Regions from separate parts of the Mus musculus genome. Here region 1 is linked to region 2. Evidence: chromatin contacts called from public HiChIP or PLAC-seq data. All regions are on one chromosome and are shown on one strand. The core of a region is the stretch at or near the end of the contact, and the rest is flanking DNA. Distances in the headings are between cores, read along the strand shown. Region 1 holds the start of Cct8l1 (chaperonin containing TCP1, subunit 8 (theta)-like 1). Region 2 overlaps Kmt2c (lysine (K)-specific methyltransferase 2C).

The links. HiChIP or PLAC-seq counts read pairs in DNA pulled down with a chosen protein or histone mark.
Region 1: a contact with region 2 is called in an H3K27ac HiChIP or PLAC-seq map of embryonic stem cells, with 10 read pairs. The contact joins the promoter of Cct8l1 here to the enhancer-like site in region 2. A contact is called at or near these places in 10 of 39 promoter capture datasets (cranial neural crest, embryonic stem cells, epiblast stem cells and 4 more), 1 of 15 datasets of contacts at CTCF or cohesin (the NIH/3T3 cell line), 26 of 484 Hi-C or Micro-C datasets (the G1E-ER4 cell line, Sertoli cells, cerebellum and 12 more), 15 of 115 datasets of contacts at active chromatin or transcription factors (the SCID.adh cell line, bone marrow-derived macrophages, embryonic stem cells and 3 more) and 4 of 9 other capture datasets (adipose tissue, embryonic stem cells, liver and 1 more).

The regions. Positions count from the first base shown.
Region 1 is chr5:25,514,270-25,518,066 of GRCm38.p6, forward strand. Cct8l1 (chaperonin containing TCP1, subunit 8 (theta)-like 1) reads left to right here and starts at 1,798. Exons shown (of 1, transcript NM_198621.2): 1 at 1,798-3,758. The coding sequence starts at 2,020. The coding sequence ends at 3,708.
Region 2 is chr5:25,464,804-25,468,731 of GRCm38.p6, forward strand. The region is part of intron 1 of Kmt2c (lysine (K)-specific methyltransferase 2C); the gene reads right to left. Among named protein-coding and RNA genes, the nearest start is that of Kmt2c, 32 kb to the right of the region's middle. Within about 2 kb of position 1,443, at least 3 of the 459 cell types and tissues checked have an H3K27ac peak or open chromatin away from gene starts, as enhancers often do. A contact at or near this core is called in embryonic stem cells, where this site is marked.

The DNA.
Region 1 (3,797 bases), core at 548-3,047, 50 kb after region 2:
TTGCAGGGACAGGGAGATGAGTGGGATTGGAAATGTCTGATGTGAAATTCATATTTTGTGGATTTCTTTTGTGTTTTTTATGTGGTGGCAGTGGTGGCACTCACCTTTAATCCCAGCACTCCATTGGCACAGACAGGTGGATCTCTGTGAGTTCGAGGCCAGCCCGGTCTACAGATTAAATTCCAGAACAGCTAGCCAGGGTTATACAGAGAAACTCTGTCTCAAAAACATAATTAAAATTTTTTTAGGGCTGGAGAGATGGCTCAGTGGTTAAGAACACTGACTGCTCTTCTGAAGGTCCTGAGTTCAAATCCCAGCAACCACATGGTGGCTCACAACCATCCATAAGGAGATCTGATTCCCTCTTCTGGTGTCTGAAGACTGCTACAGTGTACTTAGATATAATAATAAATAAATCTTTTAAAAAAATTTAAGCTCTCTCTACACCCAGCTATAAAAAGTTTTTTAAAAGATGTGGGCCACCATCCTCAGCTTCTTTAAAAGTGGTTTGTTTGTACCAGGCGTGGTGGCGCACGCCTTTAATCCCAGCACTCCGGAGGCAGAGGCAGGCAGATTTCTGAGTTCAAGGCCAGCCTGGTCTACAGAGTGAGTTCCAGGACGGCCAGGGCTATACAGAGAAACCCTCCTCCCAAAAAATTGTTTGTTTGTTTGTTTGTTTGTAATCGTGAGTATTGAAGTGTGGGTATATGCAAAAGAGCACAGGTGCTTACGGAAGCCGGAGGTGTCCTGGAGCTTGAGCTATCAGTAGTTGTAAGCTGCCAGTGTGAAGACTAGGGTTGGATTTAGCGTTTTCTGTGTTTTGTTTTGTAAGATAGAGCCTTGCTGTGTAGCCCCGGCGGACTGGAACCTAAGACAATCTTTGAGCATTTTCCCGCCAGGGCAGGGAATAGAGGTGTGCACTTCATTCTGCCATGCTGTTTTGTTTGCTGTTTTATTTTGTTTTGTTGGTGGGGACAGGGTCTCACTGCCAGCTCTGGCTAGCCTGGAACTCCTATGCAGCTATCAGGCTGCCCCTAGACTTGTGGCAATTCTCTTGTCCTTGCCTCTGGGGACTGAATTTAGGTCTGTCAGGCTTGGTCTGTGTTTGGGGAGTATTTTGTTGGTCTTTCTGTTTCCTTTGCCTTTTGGGATGGACATTCTCAGTCTATAGCCCAGGCTGGCATGGAGTTTGTGATGGTCCCACAGTCTCCAGGGACTGGGATCACAAGGATAAACCACACAGCCAATTGTGTCTTGTTTTATTGTTAGTTCTGGACTTTCTTTGTTTTGGGTTTTGGTTTGATTTTTGATTTTTCAAGACAGGATTTCTCTGTGTGACAGCCCTGGCTATAGATCAGGCTGTCCTTGAACTCACAGAAATCTGCCAGCCTCTGTCTCCTAAATGCTGGGATTAAAGGCAAGTGCCACCACCACCCAGTACACCACCCAAATCACCAAACACCATGGCATTTCTGGTACTATAGCTCTATAATACAATTTGAGTTGGGGCATGGTGATAACCTCCAGCAGGTTACTTCTGTTTTGTTTGTTTGTTTGTTTTTGTTTTTGCTTTTGTTCTTTTGGTGCTACATAGGACACTCCCAACGTCAGTTCCCTCAAAACACCAAAGACAGTCTTCGTTGGGAACTAGAAGTGTTTCTGAATTTTCAACAGTAAAGTTATTTTGGTTTGTTGGGTTTCATTCCTGCTATCAGGGTCCCTCTGTGACTTCATTCCCTATCTCTGGTTCCATTTGTTACTTTGTGACTTCATCAGAGGGACAGTTTAGCTCCTGTGGGTCAAGTCCCAGGGGCCTCGCTTGTTCAGACTCAGTTTTGGAGATGGGTCTGGAACTGAACTCTCTGCGCTTCATCCTTGGGCGCAAAGTGGAGGCCCACTTCCGGTTGGCTTCTGCAGGTAGCAAGTGATGTGCATTTGACTTCTGGAGCAGCATCAAAGACAGATGCCAAGGTGTGCCTACTGCCATTTCCAGAGTGCTTCTAACGGTTAGTCTAACCCATGGCGGTCTCCCCACCCTCCCGGGCCACACAAACCAAAGTTCAATCAGACCTAGAACTTCCCCAGCGGCTGAAGCCAGGCCTAGAGAAAACCCCTGAATCTCAAGGAGAAGAGCCATCATACATACTGAGGGCCACAGCTGCAGCTCAGACCCTAGCCAGTATCATCCGGTCTTGTTATGGTCCCTTTGGCCGGCAGAAGTTTCTGGTGACTGCCAAGGGAGAAACAGTTTGTACAGGTCATGCCGCTGCCATCCTCAAGGCTCTGGACCTGGAGCACCCAGCTGCCCAGTTTGTTCAAGAATTAGCCCAAACCCAGGTAGAGAACGCTGGGGATGGCACGGTCTTTGTTGTTCTACTGACAGAAGCCTTGCTGGAGCAGGCCCATTACCTTCTGTGGGCTGGCCTAACTCCAACCCAGCTCCGGGAGGCCTTTGCCACAGCCACAGCAGAAGTTCTGACCGCTCTGCCTTCCCTGGCCATCCGCTCTCTAGGGCCTTTGGAAGATCCTTCCTGGGCCCTCTATTCTGTGATAAGTACTCACACCCTGTCCAACTCAGATTATTTAACCAAGCTTGTAGCTCAAGCGTGCTGGGTTAGCAGGGAGCCAAATGGCAGCTTCAAGCCTGAGAGTATTGTCGTGTGCGTACTTCAGGGTGGGAAACTGACTGATTCCCGAATTTTTCCTGGAGTAGCAATAGCGGGGAAGCTGTGTGGACAAAAGACTGAGGTCCTTGGTGATGCTAGGGTGGCCCTGTTCAATTGCCCCTTTGGTCCTACAAATCCATTTACACTGGCCACACCACGTCTCTCCAACCCGGAAGAACTACTAAGATTTCGGAAACAAACTGAACAAGTGGAAAAGGAAATAGCCCAACTAGCCATTATGGACATTAACGTGGCAGTGGTCTTGGGGGAAGTTAATGAGAAATCGGTGGACCAGGCTAACTACTGTGGCATCATGGTGATTCAAGCCAAGTCCCGAAAGGAGATTGTCTACCTGAGTGAGAAGCTGGGCACTCCTCTGCTCGGCCGGGTCCTTCCTCCCCTGGAGCCAGGGAAGTGCCACAAGGTTTACAGGAAGGAATTTGGAGATACTGCGGTGGTAATGTTTGAATGGGAACATGAGATTGCACCTTTTCTCTCAGTGGTCCTTAGGGGACCCACCATCCAGGGACTTCGGGTTGCAGAGCAGGCTGTCTACTATGGCATTGATGCATTTTCTCAGCTGTGTCAAGATCCCAGACTACTGCCAGGAGCAGGTGCCACAGAGATGGCTCTGGCAAAAATGCTGGTAGACAAAGGAAGCCGACTGTCTGGCCCCAACGGTCTGGCCTTCCAAGCATTTGCTCAAGCCCTGAGTTCTCTGCCTAAAACCCTGGCAGAGAATGCAGGCTTAGCTGCCCAAAGCGTGATGGCAGAATTGAGTGGATTTCACCAAGCTGGGAACTTCTTCGTTGGAGTGGGAACAGACGGCTTAGTAAATGTGACTCATGAAGGTATATGGGACATACTGAGGACCAAAGCCCAAGGGTTACAAGCAGTTGCTGAGCTGGTGCAGCAGCTGGTGACTGTGGACCAAATTATAGTGGCCAGAAAGACTCCTTTGTACAGACAGATCACAGACCCCACCTTGAATGCAAAGGTATCCTCACCCCTGAGAGCAAAATTCTTTGGAAAATATGTATAGCGGCACACTAAATAAAGAATGGTCAGGATTGCAAAGTGACCTCCAAAATACAGATGTTTTCCTTTTCTGTCCCTCATGTCTGGGGCTTC
Region 2 (3,928 bases), core at 193-2,692:
AGTTGTCCTCTGATCTCCACTTGCATGCCATGGCACCACTCAGGCACCCAAACTATCTCTGTCACATACACATACATCACCCTATTACTATTACCACCACTACACACACACACACACACACACACACACACACGACAATTTTTTAATTTACTAAATAAAATAGCATAATCATTAGCTTAAGTGAGATTCAATTTTGTACCCTTGATCAAATTTTTTTACATGTACTGGTGTTTTGCCTGCGTGTGCACAATGTATGTGCACTGCCTGCAGATACCAGGAGACAGCCTTGTCTTATTCTACTGGAACAGAAGTTACAGTTATGAGTTGTCATGTGGATGCTGGGAATCAAACCTGGGTTCTTTGGGATAGCAGTGAGTAAACCATGAGCCATTTCTCCACAGCCCCACCTGGATACATTCTGAGAGACATGAGAGATGTTTTGATGGTTAGTGTTAACTGTTATCAACTTGACAGACTCTAGAATCACTGAAGAGATGGGCTTCTAGGAATACGAATGAGGGGTTATGCCAGTGATTGTGTTAACTGACGTAGAAAGACTTGCCCATTGTGGGTGATACCGTTCCCTAGATAAGGGATCCTGGACTCTAGTCTAAAGTATAGAGAGTAAAACTGAACAGGTTTATCCATCTCTGTTTCCTGATTGTGGATAATAAATGACAGGATGCTTCAGTCTCCTGCCTTGATTTCCCCACCAAGATGTAAAATATTATACACTAAAATAAGTACTTTCTCCATTAAACTGATTTAGTCAGGGTATTTTATTACAGCAATGGAACAGTAACTAAGATAGACATATATGAGCTAAAAATGGAAAGATGCTCAAATAACTGTGACATACAAAAGGAAGTAAAAAAGTTAATATATGCTACATTATCAAGTTAGAGTAGAATGAGTATTAGTATTCTTGTGTAAACACAAACAGAATAGGTATGGGGTATAGGCGTTTTAGATTTATCTCTAAGCTCTTTGAATATTTTAACAGGATATATTTTATTTATAACTCTTTTGCGATACTGTCCCTTATCTCCTATGTGTTGTAAACAAACAAACACACAAACAAGCAAAAAGTCCAATATGGTAGGTACTCAATTTTTGATTGTTTGTACTGTTTATGGTCCAAGCATGGAGCCTAGGGCTTCCTCAAATGAGAAAAGCACTGTACCACTGACTTTCCACCCTCAGCCCATTTCCTAAACATTGAGAATTTCTAAGCCTGCTGTTGTCATTTTTATGGCCTAACGTTCTGAAATGGTGGATAACTAAATCTCTAAAAGTTATTTATTTTTGATTGTAGGTGCTGAAAGAAAATTATCTGATATAAGTAGCAGATCAAAAATGCTAGCATGGTGCACTGCACTCGAGTCAGAGGCAGGTACAGTTCTGTGAATTTAAAACAAGCCTGGCCTACACAGGAAGAGTCAGTCAGGCCAACATAGTGAGACTGTCTCAAAAGACAATCAAACATTCATTTACCTTTTTTAAATAACAGACCATTTCAACAACAAAAGAAAAATCAAAGCTGGGCGTGGTGGCCCACGCCTTTAATCCCAGCTCTCAGGAGGCAGAGGCAGGAGGATTTCTGAGTTTGAGGCCAGTCTGGTCGACAGAGCCAGGACAGCCAGGGCTATACAGAGAAACCCTGTCTTGAAAAACAAAACAAAACAAATCAAATCAAATCAAGAAAAAGAAAAAAAAATTGTTTAAAAGTTTTGAGACTGTCTCAAAAAAAAAAAAAAAAAAAGGAAGCAAAGGAGGAGGCTGGGTATCATAGGATGTAGCATAATCATGATACTCAGAAGGCTGAGAGAAAGGAGCTGCCACCCAAAGTACACAGTTAAGTACCAGCACAACATAAAACCTTATCTTACAAACAAAAAAGAACATCTAGACAATGTTAAGAAATTTCAATTTAACAAGGTAAGACAAAAGTTATACAGTAAACCTATAAAGAGTATCATTTAGAGGGTAGAGCCCTCAAAGCAGGAGTTCCTGATCATTTTTGACAATATTTTAGGCTAGCTTCAGCAACAAGAGACTCTCATATAAGTAAGTGAATGAATAAATAATAAAAGGCTCCCTCAAAGGAACTTGAAGCTTTTAGGGATAACACATATCACCCCCAAAAGAGTGAATCACTATATATATCAGCCGGATGGTGGTGGTAGGTGGTGAGGCCAGCCTGATCTACAGAGCTAGTTCCAGGGCAGCCAGGGCTACACAGAGAAATCCTGCCTCCCCTGCCCCCCCCCCAAAACAAAAAACAAAAAAAATCATATTATTTGACTCTCCTATGAATAGTACATAAAAATGTTAAAATTATCCTCCAACTTTTAACAGTTAGTTAACTCAAAAATGAAATTAAGGAGTATAGTTGAGAATATGTTCTTATCAGCACTGTCAAATATAAATGGTGAGCCACATCTTTAATCCCAACAGAGGGATTAAATTGGGAGGCAGAGACAAAAGGACCTCTGTGAGTTCTAAATAGTGGGTGCCAGAACTATATAAAGAGGCCCTGTCTCAAAAACACACAGAAACAAAAAAACTAATAAGGAAATTTTAAAGAATTTTCTGCTTTCTTAGTTATGTTCAGCTTTTTCTTTTGTTTTTTCCTGATATATAAAGCAGTTTTTGTAGATAACAACTGGAGAATGGCTATACAGCAGCATGTGCTAAGATATTGTTTCTATTTATTTATTTTACATATTTATAGATGAGTGTTTTGCCTGGAATATATGCACGTGCACCATGTGTGTGCCTGGTGTCTTTGGAGATCAGACAATGACATCATATTTCCTAAAACACAATTGGTTGTTAGGTACCATATGGGTGCTGGGAATGAAACCTAGGTCCACTACAAGAGCAACAAATGAGCCATCTCTTCATCCCTGCTGAAGAGCAATATTCTATTAGTGGCAATAAAAATTTTTTTTTAAAAAAACATTGAAAAACACACTGTAATTATTTAATTCTGAGGGCTTGTTTGTTTGTTTAATCAATATCTGTAAACAAATGAGGGCAACTGTTCACAGGGAGAACAGGTTTACACTTTATCCACAAGCAGCCAATCACCTATGCCTGCCTTTCAGTCACAAGGGCACTTTTCTACTTATAAATATAACCAAAAAACTACACATGTGTGTGTCTCAAACTTTCCACAAAGGATAAAAGAGGGGCTAGAGAGATGGCTTAAGATGGGTTATGAGTGCTTGCTCCTTAAAGCCTAATGGCCTGAGTATAAATTCCCAACATCCACGTAAAAGTCAAGTATGGCTCCACACGCCATACCCCAAAATGGCTGGTAGGTGGATCCTGAGAGGGCAGTGGCCATCCAGCCTAGCCAAAAAGGACATATTACTTCTAGTTCAGTGAGAGACCTTGTGACAAGAAAATAAGATGTACAGCCACTGAAGAAGGTAACATCCTGCTCTAGCTTCTACATGAATGCATGTGTACACTGGCAACACTTAAATGCATGCCCACACCACATACAAAACCCAATAGATACAAACAAGTATAAAAGTATTTAATATGTTTGACACCTAAATGACTTTTTGTTACTGTTACCATTAAAGCATAGCAAATAAAAGTGATTCAGGGCCAGGCTGTGGTGGCGCAGGTCTTTAATCCCAGCAGTTGGGAGGCAGAGGCAGGTGGATTTCTGAGTTCGAGGCCAGCCTGGACTACAGAGTGGGTTCCAGGACAGCCAGAGCTACACAGAGAAACCCTGTCTCAGAAAAACCAATAATAATAAAATAAATAAGTAAATAATTTAAAAGTGATTCAGGATTCTATTGTCTGCCTGCCTGCCTGTCTGCCTAAGAAAAGGTTTAATATTAATATTTAATATTACTATTTAATATAACAATCTTTCTCTTTTAGACAGGGCCCCACATGGCACAGTCGG